4 separate regions of the Mus musculus genome follow, and regions 2, 3 and 4 are each linked to region 1. A link is a contact called in public HiChIP or PLAC-seq and promoter capture Hi-C data. All regions are on one chromosome and are shown on one strand. The core of a region is the stretch at or near the end of the contact, and the rest is flanking DNA. Distances in the headings are between cores, read along the strand shown. Region 1 holds the start of Ccnj (cyclin J). Region 2 overlaps Dntt (deoxynucleotidyltransferase, terminal). Region 3 has its middle 22 kb from the start of Entpd1. Region 4 overlaps Blnk (B cell linker).

Evidence for each region. Promoter capture Hi-C pulls out the DNA fragments that hold promoters and counts their contacts. HiChIP or PLAC-seq counts read pairs in DNA pulled down with a chosen protein or histone mark.
Region 2: a promoter capture Hi-C map of the C10 cell line shows a contact between it and region 1. The contact joins the enhancer-like site here to the promoter of Ccnj in region 1. A contact is called at or near these places in 7 of 39 promoter capture datasets (the C10 cell line, the HPC-7 cell line, HPC-7-derived erythroid cells and 3 more), 1 of 15 datasets of contacts at CTCF or cohesin (large pre-B cells), 3 of 484 Hi-C or Micro-C datasets (B cells, double positive thymocytes and large pre-B cells), 8 of 115 datasets of contacts at active chromatin or transcription factors (bone marrow-derived macrophages, double positive thymocytes, embryonic stem cells and 2 more) and 1 of 9 other capture datasets (embryonic stem cells).
Region 3: an H3K27ac HiChIP or PLAC-seq map of microglia shows a contact between it and region 1, with 5 times the contacts expected there. The contact joins the enhancer-like site here to the promoter of Ccnj in region 1. A contact is called at or near these places in 2 of 39 promoter capture datasets (the C10 cell line and the HPC-7 cell line), 1 of 484 Hi-C or Micro-C datasets (myeloid progenitors), 1 of 115 datasets of contacts at active chromatin or transcription factors (microglia) and 1 of 9 other capture datasets (liver).
Region 4: an H3K4me3 HiChIP or PLAC-seq map of the 230-238 cell line shows a contact between it and region 1, with 21 read pairs. The contact joins the enhancer-like site here to the promoter of Ccnj in region 1. A contact is called at or near these places in 4 of 39 promoter capture datasets (the C10 cell line, epiblast stem cells and pre-B cells), 3 of 484 Hi-C or Micro-C datasets (embryonic stem cells, nephron progenitors and pre-B cells), 4 of 115 datasets of contacts at active chromatin or transcription factors (the 230-238 cell line, large pre-B cells and neural tube) and 1 of 9 other capture datasets (adipose tissue).

Annotation. Positions count from the first base shown.
Region 1 is chr19:40,829,573-40,832,783 of GRCm38.p6, forward strand. Ccnj (cyclin J) reads left to right here and starts at 1,707. Exons shown (of 6, transcript NM_172839.4): 1 at 1,707-1,870; 2 at 2,407-2,516. The coding sequence starts at 2,448. Cc2d2b (coiled-coil and C2 domain containing 2B) reads left to right here. Exons shown (of 35, transcript NM_001376940.1): 35 at 1-206.
Region 2 is chr19:41,052,237-41,055,447 of GRCm38.p6, forward strand. It overlaps Dntt (deoxynucleotidyltransferase, terminal), which reads left to right. Exons shown (of 11, transcript NM_001043228.1): 9 at 759-1,004. Among named protein-coding and RNA genes, the nearest start is that of Opalin, 23 kb to the right of the region's middle. Within about 2 kb of position 1,450, at least 12 of the 459 cell types and tissues checked have an H3K27ac peak or open chromatin away from gene starts, as enhancers often do. A contact at or near this core is called in bone marrow-derived macrophages, where this site is marked.
Region 3 is chr19:40,636,082-40,639,292 of GRCm38.p6, forward strand. It overlaps a transcript of Entpd1 not described here. Among named protein-coding and RNA genes, the nearest start is that of Entpd1, 22 kb to the right of the region's middle. Within about 2 kb of position 1,745, at least 61 of the 459 cell types and tissues checked have an H3K27ac peak or open chromatin away from gene starts, as enhancers often do. A contact at or near this core is called in the HPC-7 cell line, liver and microglia, where this site is marked.
Region 4 is chr19:40,961,460-40,964,670 of GRCm38.p6, forward strand. Blnk (B cell linker) reads right to left here. Exons shown (of 17, transcript NM_008528.5): 4 at 2,784-2,824; 5 at 886-1,042. Among named protein-coding and RNA genes, the nearest start is that of Blnk, 31 kb to the right of the region's middle. Within about 2 kb of position 1,667, at least 45 of the 459 cell types and tissues checked have an H3K27ac peak or open chromatin away from gene starts, as enhancers often do. A contact at or near this core is called in the 230-238 cell line, where this site is marked.

The DNA.
Region 1 (3,211 bases), core at 457-2,956:
CTGCCCTCTACTTTCCTTCCAAAATGGAACCCTGTCGTGTTTACTGTCCCCTCTGCTGGCATGCCCATCCACCATCTAGATAGCCAGTCGCTTCCCCTCAGGCCTTTGCATGGCTTCCCTATCATAAAACGTCGGCCTATCCACCTATCTAGCCTTTCACTTTGTTTGCCTTACAGCACTTGTTACCGTGTGGTATGGATTTATCTTTCATTTATTATGACTTTTCTCTTCCCAGTAGAATGTAAACTGTGGGAACACAGAGTTGAAGTGCCTTCTGCCCAGCTCACTCTAAAGGGATGAAAAAAATAGTAAGACCGAAATTCCTTTTAGGAATGTAGACTCTAGAGAGACCACCAGAGACATACACAGGCATGAACAAGGATGAATACTGGCATCTTATAAAGAGCCATCTAAGTCTAGAATAATACATGATTTCTGAACCGGTCTCTCCCGGCAAACAACGTGTTCAAAGTAGACTGTAGGACAACCTGCTTATTACAGGATCGCATAGGCAATTATAGTCTGTGACCCACTTTTCTGAAAAGGTTCTTAAGAAAGGCCTGGACCCTAAATCATTTGGAAGCCAAAAGCTGCTTAGTAGTCGTGAATTGGAAACTGAGTACTACTTAAATACCATAAATGACATGGAAATTTTAGCCAGATAACGTCCTTTCCCTCTACTAGTAGTCTCTTCCCGAAATGCACCGGGCTAGGCTGGGTTCTGCCAATTTTCACGTGCATGCTTCCAGTTTCTTCCCATCATTTCCTGAACCCCTGCTCTCCCCAGGCATTGTATAACACTGTCACACAGGGGTCTGCAGCAGCCCTTCCGGGATGGATGCAAATACCAGGGTGATAAGCCATGCTCCCGAAGTGTGCACTCATCCTTTTCTGTACTAGCCCTTTGTCACTCTTCCTCTTTCTAAACAAAATATTCAAAGTAAGGGGTGAGGTCTCATGATTTATGTTTAAATATTGAAGGAAGTCGCTTTACAGTCTCTGGAAAATTGAGGGAACCCATCTACTTCTTTTGGGGTGGTCCTCCAGACACTCTCAAATACAACTGATGGGGTTTCTGTTACATTTCCAGCCCCAGCCAATCGCCTCAATTGACGCTGGAGTGTTCCCACCGTTTAGGGTCTCTTCCTTGACCACCACAGATGGTCAATTACATCCATTATGGATCTGACAAGCCAGGTTGCTAAAGATGTCAATTCCAGTCGCAACTCGCGCGAATCGCCGAAGTGAAAGCAACAAGAAGAGCTGAGTTAGAAGAGCTAAAAGGAGTACTGGGTTTAGAGGGGAGACTGGAGCAGAACTCGACAACCAAAGCGCCTTAGGGACTGGTAAGAGCTAAAGCCCATTCGGAAGGCTTAGGGTAGGGGGAGGATCCCGGAGAGCAGCCCCTCGGAAGTGAGACAGCGGGCCAGATCCGCGCTGCCAAGTTTTAATCCCGGGGCTGAGACATCGCATCTTTCTTTGCCAGCACCCGGGACCCATCAAAGATTCTCTGCAGGTGAGCGGCCCTCGGGCGCCGACAGACCGCGGAGGCTGCAGAGCGAGACCGCCCGGCACCGGGCAGGGGCCCGGGAGACGGAGTAGCACCTGGCTCGGCCCGGCCGCCGATTGGACGGCGAGGCGCGACCCCGCTGTATCGCGAGAGCCGATTGGCAGCGCGGGGCGGCCCGTGCCCCGGCGCTGGCTTTGTACGGCGAGCCGCCTGCCGGTCCTTTAACAATGGGCGGCGCGAGCGCCCGGGTGCTGGGCCCTAGCTGAGGCGGGGGCTTCGCGGCCGACGGTCCGCGGCATGAACGCTGCCGGCGCCCCGTGCACGCCGGCCGGGCTGGGGCTCTGAGGGCCGCGGTTCCGGGTAAGAAACCGCGTGGGCCGGGCAGGCCTGCGGGAGCGCAGCGAGGCGAGGGGAAGCGAGGCGCGGAGCACGGCCGCCCGCCCGGCCTTTTGTTTGCCGCTCCGGGTCCGCGCTGCGGCGGGCGCACCGCAGACCCCCAGGGTGGTGGAGCGTGCGGGGCTGTCGGCGCGGACCTGGTGTCGCGCGCTGGTCACTCTCCATTCCGGCGACGTTCTGACAATGTCAGGGCTCCCGCGCCTAAGTGCAGGCGGCTGAGGTCGAACCCAGAACTCGGAGAGCCCGAGGTGGGCCGTCCCGCCCGGAGCTTTCAGAGCTCGCACCTTTCTGCAGTTCTTGCAGCGGGCGATTGCAGACGACTGGGTAGATCAGGCCTTGCTGGCGTTGGAAGATGGCTCGGGGTCGGGTCAGGTGAAGAGGAGCAGCCGCACGGGGTGACCTGAGATCGCATCCCTGGAGGAGGGGGCGCGGAGGATCGCGGGGGGACTGGGGGGGGGGGGAGTTGCTGGCCGTGACCGCGTCTGGGGCGTGTCTTCCAGACTGAAGTTGCGGCGTCTGGCCGGGCGCACCTCCGGCTTCCATGGAGCTGGAGGGGCAGTGGTGGCGAGGACAGCTGGCTGCGGATATTCACCAGGCGCTTCGGTACAAGGTAACTCCCGAGACCCGACTTTCCCCATCCCGGCTCTTGTGCTTCCTGGAAAGGCCAGTCAGGTTCTTTACTCTCTACCTTCCAGGCCAGAGAAGGCGAGTTTGCTCATTTGTCAAAGTTAATTAACTTCTTCCTTCCCTGGGCTGCATCCGAAGAACCTGTAAATGTGGAGAAGACTGGGGCGTGGTAGTTGGGAGAAGGAAGGTGGATGGTGTTCCGATGTTGCCAGGTCGACCATGGGTGTGTGTGTGTGTGTGTGTGTCTGTCTGTCTGTCTGTCTGTGTCTGTGTGTGAGTGAACAGCCCTCCTTGTTTCGTACATGCTGTTGCATGAAGCTGGTGTAAGCCCTGTACATAACTCAGTTCTCCAACCTTTCCCCAAACCTGCTCTGAGACTTCGGACAACTTAATTTTCTCTTTCTCAGTTTCCTCGTCTGTAAAAGGAGAAATAACAACGACAGAACGTCCTTATGGGGTGATTGTGAAATCTGTTAAGTATGTACTGTGCAGGAACTTAGAACAGTGTAAGAGCTATGTGATAACTTACTGTTCCTTGGTCCTTCAAATCCAGGCTATACAAAAAGCCTTAAGGTGGAGGGAGCTATTCCTTGGTAATGTCAAGTGTAGAAAATAGACACAATGTTCTTAATAGTCATGGGGGGGGGGGAACCTACTCCTTTTGGACCAAAGCCTGGG
Region 2 (3,211 bases), core at 200-2,699, 220 kb after region 1:
TAGGACCACGTCTGAGGTGGTACCAGGCTCCACTACAGACAGCACCCAGAATCAGATGGAACGCCCCAGTCAAAGCCTCGCCAAGTTCAGGATCAATTCACCCAAGAATGTCCCATCTGTCACCAGCCAAGTGCTACCCCCCACCCCCACCCCGTGTGCAGCACAGGAACCCCTAGGGGCTGGTGCTTGCCTAACATTCCCTTGAATTACTTATTAACTTTCTGGATAGAAACTTGAGATAAAGCAGGCTTCGTGGGCCTTCTTTCACTGCCTCCGAGATGGAGAGAGAGTTCTTTCAGGGCTGGGGTGTACTCAGTGGTAGAGTGCATAGCTAGCAGGTTCAACCCTGAGCATTGCAAAAACAACACAACAACAGATGTAACAGGTCACCATGCCCCACACTGGGTCTGGAATTTCAGACACAACCTTTTGACCCAGTCCAGACAACCGACATGCAGGGAACAGTGTGAATTTCTGTTCACCGTGGCTTTGCTTTTCAAGGAGCAAAGTTGTCCCTCAGAAGCAAACAAGGAGAGATGGAGGCTCTGAGGTTTTCTTATTGGGGACTTTGAGCTCAGCCTTTCTGTGGAGAGAATCATGTATTACCTCCTCTCCCAGATGCTGGATGAGGAAGAACAAAAAATGCATCCCCATTTGTTCAGCTCTGAAGAGGCTCTCTTGAGAGCACTGTAATATCACATGGGTGCCCCACCCCCAGCCCCCTAGGACCCTTTCTAAACCCTCCCATTGCTTTTCAGGGGTTGCTTTTGTACTGCGACATCTTAGAGTCAACCTTTGAAAAGTTCAAGCAGCCCAGCAGGAAGGTGGATGCTCTCGACCATTTCCAGAAATGCTTCCTGATTCTGAAGCTGGACCACGGGAGAGTGCACAGCGAGAAGAGCGGCCAGCAGGAAGGAAAGGGCTGGAAGGCCATCCGTGTAGATCTGGTCATGTGCCCCTATGATCGCCGGGCCTTCGCCCTGCTTGGATGGACCGGCTCCAGAGTAAGAGCTGTCTGCTACTAGCTTTCCTGGCTCAGGGGAAGAAAGCTTCCGTTGTGGGGCAGAAGGCTGAGAGAACTAAGGGACCATGCCCCCAAGCCTCTAAACTGGGGCATGGTATGGGCACATGTTCACACGAGTTAGATTCATTTAGATTCCCAATGTATGGTTCACCAAGCCAGCAGCAGTGGCCTTACCTGGGGACAGGTTAGATTTATAAATTCTTCACTGTATACCTACCACTACATCAGAGGCTCTAGGCAGTTAAGCTCTGACACGGATGTTTGTAAAACCCCCTAGGTGACTGAGAGGTATCTCAGGTGAGAGCTACTGAAACCCAGGAAGTGGCAGGGTGGTGAGTAACTCAGATGGATTTGGGTCCTAGACCTACAGAAGGACCCAACCCTGCCTCTTTCGGTGATCTTGGACACCTTCCTAAAGCCTATAAGATAGACGGGAGTGGCGCCCTCTGGGGGCAGCAGTGCACAGCTGCAGGGTAGTCGACTCCAATGCTGCTCTAAGAAACTAGTGAGGGTTTAAAAAAGAAACTTCGGGATTCAAGAGGCTGAAGCTGCTCTGTCCCGGGTTGCGCTGCTTTCACGTAAATAACACTCCTCCAGCCTTCTCTCTAACAATGGCTAACCTCGCTAACCTCACAGGGCTCTGTGGAGGACTCGCTGGGACAGCAGTCCATCCACTCCTCTTAGATGTCATGCCAGGCTCCTGTTAAGCGTCTGTTGCCCTGTAGCCTCTGGGGCTCAGGAAAAGACTGGATTCCTTAGTTAGAGTTATGATAGCTGTGGCAAAATACCACGATCAAAGAAACTTGGAGACGTAAGGGTTTATTTTACTGACATTTCTTTATCACTGTTCATCATCAAAGGAAGTCAGGACAGGAACTCAGGTAGGGCAAGGACCTGGAGGCACAAGCTGATGCAGAGGCCATGGAGGAGTGCGGCTTACTGGCTTGCTCTCCTTGGCTTACTCAGCCTGCTTTCTCATAGAACCACCAGCCCAAAGAAGGTACCATCCACAATAGACTGGGCCTTCTCTCATTAATCACTAATTAAGAAAAGATCCTACAGATGGATCTTACCAAGGCATTTTCTCAATTTAAGTTGTCCCCTTTCAGATAACTCAAGCATGTGTCAAGTTGACACAAAGCTATCCCACACAGCACAACTCTCTTGGCCATTCTGCAGCCATTTTGGTTTTTAATCACCTCCTTCGAGCCCTCGTTCAGTGATGCTCACCATGGAAGCCCTGCTCAGTCTGGATGCAGCACTGGCTTCCTATGGGCCCATAGTTTTCTTATTTCTTGTTATTATAAACCATTTGTTGCCCAGCTAGATTCTGCTCTGGAGGAACTGGCACTCTGCAGGTATTTGGCAGGTGAACTGAATTTCTCTCTGCACCACAGAAACACTCTTGGCCTTGGCCGAGGAGTTCAGGAATGTTTCTCACTCCCAAACCACGCAGGGCAGGGAACCGGGAGTAGCCCATCATTGACTGCATATAACCAACCCCCATTACACCTCCAGCCTCTCCAGTTGCTGGGAACCAGTGTTAGCTGTGGGAAGACACTGCCAGTCAAGAGCTGGGGTGAGCTAAGCAGGACCCACAACTTCCCAGACCAGCGCTAAGCAAATCTGCTTCCTCAGCAATTGTTACACAAAGCTGGTTCCACCTACAGCTGCTTCTGTAAAGGGCTTCTGGGAGGCAGTCCCAGAAACTTTCCAGCAGAGAGGAAATGAATTCTTACTGCTAGAGGGTGCGACTGTCCCAATGTTTTGCCTAATCCCAGGGGGAAAGACAAAGTTCTGGACCTGGGAACTTTCCAGGTTTCTCTTAGGAAACCAGCAGCAGTATTTGTGATTCACTGTCCTTGTTTCTAGTGTTTGCTGGTCACTTGTCCTAGGCTTCAGATTTGCTCCCTGAAACCTCAGGATATACTTTTGATCATGACAGATGTAATTCCGGGGCAGGTGACTCTTCACAGAATCTCAGTATGAGTGGACATCAAAGAGGAAAGGACCTTAACGTTCACTCCCTCCACCTTGGGACAAAGCAAGGTTCAGAGAAGCTACGTAGTAAGGACACATAGATAGGCATAATATCTGGGCCAAGATCTCCCCACTCCTCACCCTCTATTATAATAATGATATTTGAAACTTAAAACGATTTAGGTCACATTTTCCTCTGGACCAGGT
Region 3 (3,211 bases), core at 495-2,994, 190 kb before region 1:
GTGGTTGCTGGGATTTGAACCTTCGGAAGAGCAGTCAGCGCTCTTAACCGCTGAGCCATCTCGCCAGCCCCAAGGCAACCCTTATAAGGACAACATTTAATTGAGGCTGGCTTACAGGTTCAGAGGTTCAGTTCATTATCATCAAAAGAGCATGGCAGTGTCCAGGCAGGCATGGTGCAGGAGGAGGTGAGAGTTTTACATCTTCATCTGAAGGCCAACAGAAGACAACTTAGGAGGAGGGTCTCAAAGCCCACCCCCACAGTGACAAACTTCCTCCAACAAGGCAACACCTCCAAATAGTGCCACTCCCTGAGCAAACCATATTCAAACCACCACAGGTAGATTTTTGGTAGAGGTTCTAAAACTGATGCTAATACTTATGTGGTTATCCCTAGCAGGCCGATGATAAAGCTAGTGCCAAGCTGAAACTTTCACATTTAAAATGGCAGTTATACGAACACCAGAATAGTCACCTAGACATTCCGTGCAAATTTAAGTTCCTTCAATTTCCACCCCACCCCCCAAATCTTTATGTTAGTTTGTCATTTGGACCAATCTAGTTTGAGAATGTAAGACTAATAGTCTTGTAAGGTTTAGGGCTGAATTTATTTCTTATTGCTTGAATTCTCAATCTTTTTTTTTTTTTTTTTTAAAAAAAACGTATATTGTAATTGTAGCACTTAAGGTTGTGTTCCTACTGGCAGTCTACAGAAAACATACTGTGGATGCTGAACGTTATCTCTGGAAAATGACTTAGCTCCCCCTAACTGGAGACATTTTAAAGGCTTTTTCTATGTAGCCCATTACTAGTAACAAGCAAGTTCAAACTCAGTGTCCCTGCCTTACTCTCCCTAAACCGGTGACATTTTGCTTTTGTTTTTTTGTTTGGTTTGGTTTTCAGCCAGGGTCTCATGTGGTCTAGGCTGGTCTGGAACTCACTAGGTAGCTGATGCGGACCCTCCTGCCTTTAGTTCCCACATGGTAAGATTATCCACACCTGGCTCACCTGGAGGGTTTTTTTCAAAGTTATTTGACCAGCAGTGTAACTTAACTGACTGAATGAGTCTGGGTTTTGCTGGGCTGTCAGGCTGGAGCTGCAGCCATCTGATAGCTCCTTAGCAGAGTTCAGGAGGCCAGTGTCTGCTTCCTCAAGATGGTGTGATAATGTGTCGCAGCCTGAAGCAGAGATAGCAGCTCCACAGCAAAGCCCAGTAGACCTGCTTTACTGAAAAGGGCAGCCCCTTTCCTTCCCGACATTCTAAGTCTTCCTGCACCCCGCCCACTGCGGGAGACTTGAAACAATGGGAGAATGGCACCTTTGCATTCCCTCCTAGGAACTCCTGTATTTTGTAATGACATTAACTTTCCACCTTCCTCTACTTTGTCTTGGATGACAAAGAATGGCAAATGCTTGTTTACCCAAGAGGTGGCACATTTACAAGCACTCTCCTTTCCCAAAGCTACTTTCTGGAAAAACAAAACAAAACAAAAAACCAGCCGGGCAGGACCAGCTAAGCAGTGATGCCACACTGGGTGTGAGCTGAGGCTGCTTCATGCATAGTGTACCCTAGTTCTCCATCTATAGGAAAGCAGAACCGTTGAAATCGCCAGGGAGAGATAATGGTAATTTTGCTAATTCACTGGCTTTGGTTGTCGAAGCACAGGTGATGTTGGGCTGAGTAGTCCTCTAGTGGTCCTCTAGTGGAGCCTCCACTGTGGCCATTAAAAGAGAAGTGGACCAAGGAAGGACCATGGTTAGAGATGCGTCACTGGACTGTCACCGGACTGTCACAGGGCCCTCACTGTTTAGGGCTATGAGGAAGTGGTTGGAAAAACAAATCGCCCTGCAAGAAATAGAAGGAAACAACTAGAAAAACAACCGATGGCTTTATTAGAAACTGGTCTGGCTGGGTAGTCCTGGCTGAGGCAAACCACCATGTAAAGAAGTTAAAGACAAAAACAGTGGGTGAATCTATTAGAAGGCTCCTGTTGCTGGTTTCCTGACCTTCACAGTGGATTGCAGGCCTTGTGAGGGACAAGGAGTGCACAGTCTTGAGTGATAGTCCCTGCGTGGGGTATAAATAGAATATGGATTCTTTTTTTATTGGGGAGGGGAGATTAGTGGAAATAAAGTAATTTTCACCAAATTCTCCCTTTGAGAAGGATCCGTGATGGTGAATATTCGTCCAGATGTTTTCCTAAATGGAAGAGACACCAGGACAACACCATCCTATATGTTTCTTGAGTGTATTTCAAATCGGATTTGCTCCTTGTAAAACAGTACGAGATCCCGCATACTGCACCCTGGGAATTCACAGGAGCAGGCGGTTCTTACAGCCCTTCCCCCATCCCCTTCTTTTGTCTTACTATGTAGTACACTTGGGTCTCAAACCCTTGACCCTCCTGCCTCAGCTATCTGTGTGCTGGGATTATAGGCGCGTGTCACTAGATTCAGCTCACAGTAGTTCCTTTAGGTCAACAGGACCTGCCCCATTAGAAGAGGGAGAAAACAGACTCACCTGCCAAAGATTCAACAAGTGGACCGAGCCAGAACGAGAATGCAAATTTCTATGTAGAATTTCTCTTTCAGTTTCTTAGGCTGCCAAGAGATGCTTCCTAGGTCCTCTCCAGGTTCACTGGTTTTAGCTAATACATACGCAAGCCATCCATGTAGCCGCACAGGGCTGTTTGAGGTTTTAAATGTGGAAATGTGGAAATGTGAGAATGCAGAAGCCCTGGGTGTTCTCTGCTCGCTCTGCCTCCACCTTTTCTGTTTCCTAGTTGGCCAGCCAGATGAAAGACATCAAACAGATGCTGGCCTTGGCCATACATGTCTTTAATCCCTGCACTCAGAGACAGAGGCAGGCAGATCTCTGAGAGTTCAAGGCCAGCTTGGTCTGCAAATTGAGTTTAGGACTGCCAGGGCTACACAGAGCAACCCTGTCTTGAAAAAACAAAAACAAACAAACAAACAAACAACCCCCCCAAACAAAACAAAAAGCAGAAGTGCGTCAAAGGGGGTGCAGTCAAGGTGAGGGAGAGAGTGGGTTCAGGCACTTATTCTTCCGCTCCTGACACTCACTGGTACTACCACTCTAACCAAAGGTACGGTTGATCTGTGGCTCCCTCCCCCACATACCCAACCTCACTGTTGCTTGTGCATGGCAGTAACTCCTTTTGAACCAATTTTTTTCCTCCCAAGGGCTCTTCT
Region 4 (3,211 bases), core at 417-2,916, 130 kb after region 1:
TGAGGATAATCTTGCCGCACACACGCAAACACTACCCTGGTTATGAACACACTCAATATCCCTGCCTTCAGGGAATCTCCTGGTCCCTTGCTATGATGAGAACAGAAATGATTTTACCGTTCCTCCTGAGACCTTATACAAGCTAGGTAAGAACTCTACCACTGAGCAACACTCAACAGCCTGGATTTTGTCTCTTTGTTTATGTTCTGGGTTTTAACTTTTTATTTTGAGGTGTGGTCTTGTTAAATTGCCCAGCCTTCAGACTTGGGATCCTACCGCCTCATCCTCACCCACCAGCTAGGATTATAGACCTGTGCTACCATGCTAGACTTCTTGATGGACCACCAGAGGCATGCCTCAAAGCCAGATTGTGCAGTGTCGGCTGACCTAAGAGGTTGATTGCAGGCCCAGGGCTCACCGACCACCCCCCCCCACACACACACACACACTACCTAGTGGACATCCACAGTTTAGGTGGCCTGTGTGCAAAGCTGTCTGGACCAGAACAAAGAGGGGGCTTTTGTGGTGGACACTTGGGTCCTTGAAGGACACCATTATTCTATGTGGGCTTCTCAGAAGCTCCAGAGTCCTGGATGAAGGAAATCCTAGGAGAAACAGGACTAATGTCTGGGTTGACTTCTTGTGGGGCTATGAGGGCAGGGGTGGGGAGAGCAATTCTTAGGGTACATTTTTTTATCAGTTCAGATAATCTGTTCAATGCTCCCTCCCCCGCCCCCCCGTCCCCCCCCCCCCACCCCACTGTGCACCTGCCTGCTCCTGTACTGCTGCTCCGAAGGGAGAGTGGAGACAGACAGGGGACCCTCAGGCAGCAGCTGTTTGCCCATCTCCCCCATCCTGTGGTCCCAGCGTCCACAGCGACCTCACCTACATACTCGCCCCTCGTGAAGGGCAGGGCTGGATGGACCACCCGTGTCTGCTGCTCAGCGGGAGGCGGTTCATAGGAATCGTCGCCCGTCTCCTCGGCAGGCATCACATACATCTCGGAGTCCGAATGTTCATCTGGATTTTCATAGTCACTGTCCTGCAAATGTAAGCATCGTGCTTGGTACCCTGCAGGTGCTGTCTAGTGAGCGGATCCCACCTTAGGAGGCAGGAGGGGTTCCAGCGGAGGCAGAGGACAGGAAGTGGAGGTTGATGGAGACTGATGGAGACTGTCTGTTTCTGCCTGCTTCACCCAGCTCCTGCCATGATCACACAGGACTTTCCAGTGCAGAGACAGACACTTGTCTCCTTTCTGTTGGGATGTTATAACGGGGTTCCTCTGTCGGGCATAAAGGCTTTAGGAACAAGCCTGTGTTTCATACTATCTGCAGCGGAGACCCACCAAAGTAAAAATAACCGCTAGGGGAATTTAACCAATCCTTGTTAATCTTGGCTGTTTAACTTCAGGGTAGGTCGATCCCTATTCTCCGGGTTAATTTTTACTTTGTACTCCTCGACCTATACCTTCTCTGTAAAGATTACTTCTTTTATTTCTTGAGATTATAATATAATTAGACCGTTTCCCCTCCCCCTTCTCTCTTCAAACCCTCCCATATACCTATCCTTTGCTGTCTTTCAAATTCTTAATTCAGCCAGCAAGCTGTCTTCTCCCTCCCAGCCGCAGATGTGATCTTGCGCTGAAGCCAGCAGGGGGCGCACCCCCGACACTCTGGTTTCCGCTACACTGGGTTCTAGGGGGAACTTCATGCCCCAGTGACCCGCAATGAGATCACCCTTCCCCTTATTTTTCTTTTCTTTTTCTGCGGTTGAAGGAGGAGGAACTGCTGTCCTAAAGACCACATCCAGGTGGTGAACACAGATTCGATTCTAGACACTGGCCTGGAAGTCTTCATTCTGCGTCGTCCCCGTGAGGGACAGTGGAAATGTCAGTCTGTCCTCCTGACCTCCGCTTCCTTATAAATGAGGTGGGGGTGTGTTTAGGGTTCCTCACAGATCGAAACTCAGATCAGAGCACATTGTGGAAGGTACATTGTGGATGGATACAACAATGTTGAAGAAAACTTTAGACTCAGCTCCCATCATAGTGACCTGCCAGGGTCACTATGGCTAGGTCCCTCTTTCTCACTCCGTGACCTAGGAAGCACAGCTGATGTTCTTTTGGTCCTAACAGGTACCCTGGTAGCTGACAGCCTGGTTCTGAGACCCAGGTTTGAGTTTGGAAACTCTAAGTTAATGAAATGCTCCTTTCTGGTTCTAGCCAGAACTCTGTTAGAAAATAGAGTTTTGCTTGCTTAGTAGCCTGGCCTCAAACACTCCAAGTAACCCAGACTGGCCTTAAACTCTCAAGTCTTCCTGCCTCAGCCTCCCAAGTACTGAGATTAGATGTGAGTACCAGCTCTGGCGTTAACTCTTTGTTTTGGCGGCTCTCCTGCCTGGTGTCAGAGAGTAAGAGAGCACTGGGCAGCTTAGGTCAGAAGTATGCCTATTAGTACAGAGTATTTAAATGCATGTGTTACTTCTGGTTTTGTGAGTCTGTGAGCTCAAAGAATGGGGTAATCTATCTACCTCCCAGGGCCATGGTAGAATAGAGAAAGGTTATATGTAAAAGCGTTCAGCCTGACTTTTGATGAGCACTGGGTCAAGTGAGCTCTCAGCGAGGTCACTGCCACCTACCAAGAGGAGGCTCTTCAGCCCTTCTGAGACCCACCCCCCATCCCCGTGTTGCTCAGCTAGCCTTCAGAGTGTGGTTCAGAAAGAAGCCATTGAAGAGGTCTCCTCGAAAGGCTGGTACCCTCCTGATCCCAGGAGCAAACACTCACGAAGTCATCTGACCACTGCTCCTCTTCATCTGCAGGGCTGTCTGTAACAGGAGAGGGACACAGAGCAAAAAGCATGAATCCAGCTGGCCAGCTCTGGCTGACCCACAGGCACATGTACTGTCTGTCCTTAGCCCCCTGAGCTGACTGCCCACGGGCGCCAAAACTGGCTGCTTTTCTGTGGGCCTTGAACAGTAATTACAGCCATATTGTCATTTTTTTTCATCTCTTTCTCAGAAAGCTTAACCTAAAGCACAAAAGATAAGTCCCGCAGGAGCAGAACAGTGGGGCCCTTTACCTAGGCCTGCCTTTGTCAAGGGACATTTCTGGACATTTGCCCATTTTTTTTTTTTTTTTTTTGCTTTGATAAAGTCCATAACTGTCAGGTCCAAAAGGCACCCCACCCCCCTCCCAAAGGGTAGGCCCACTGG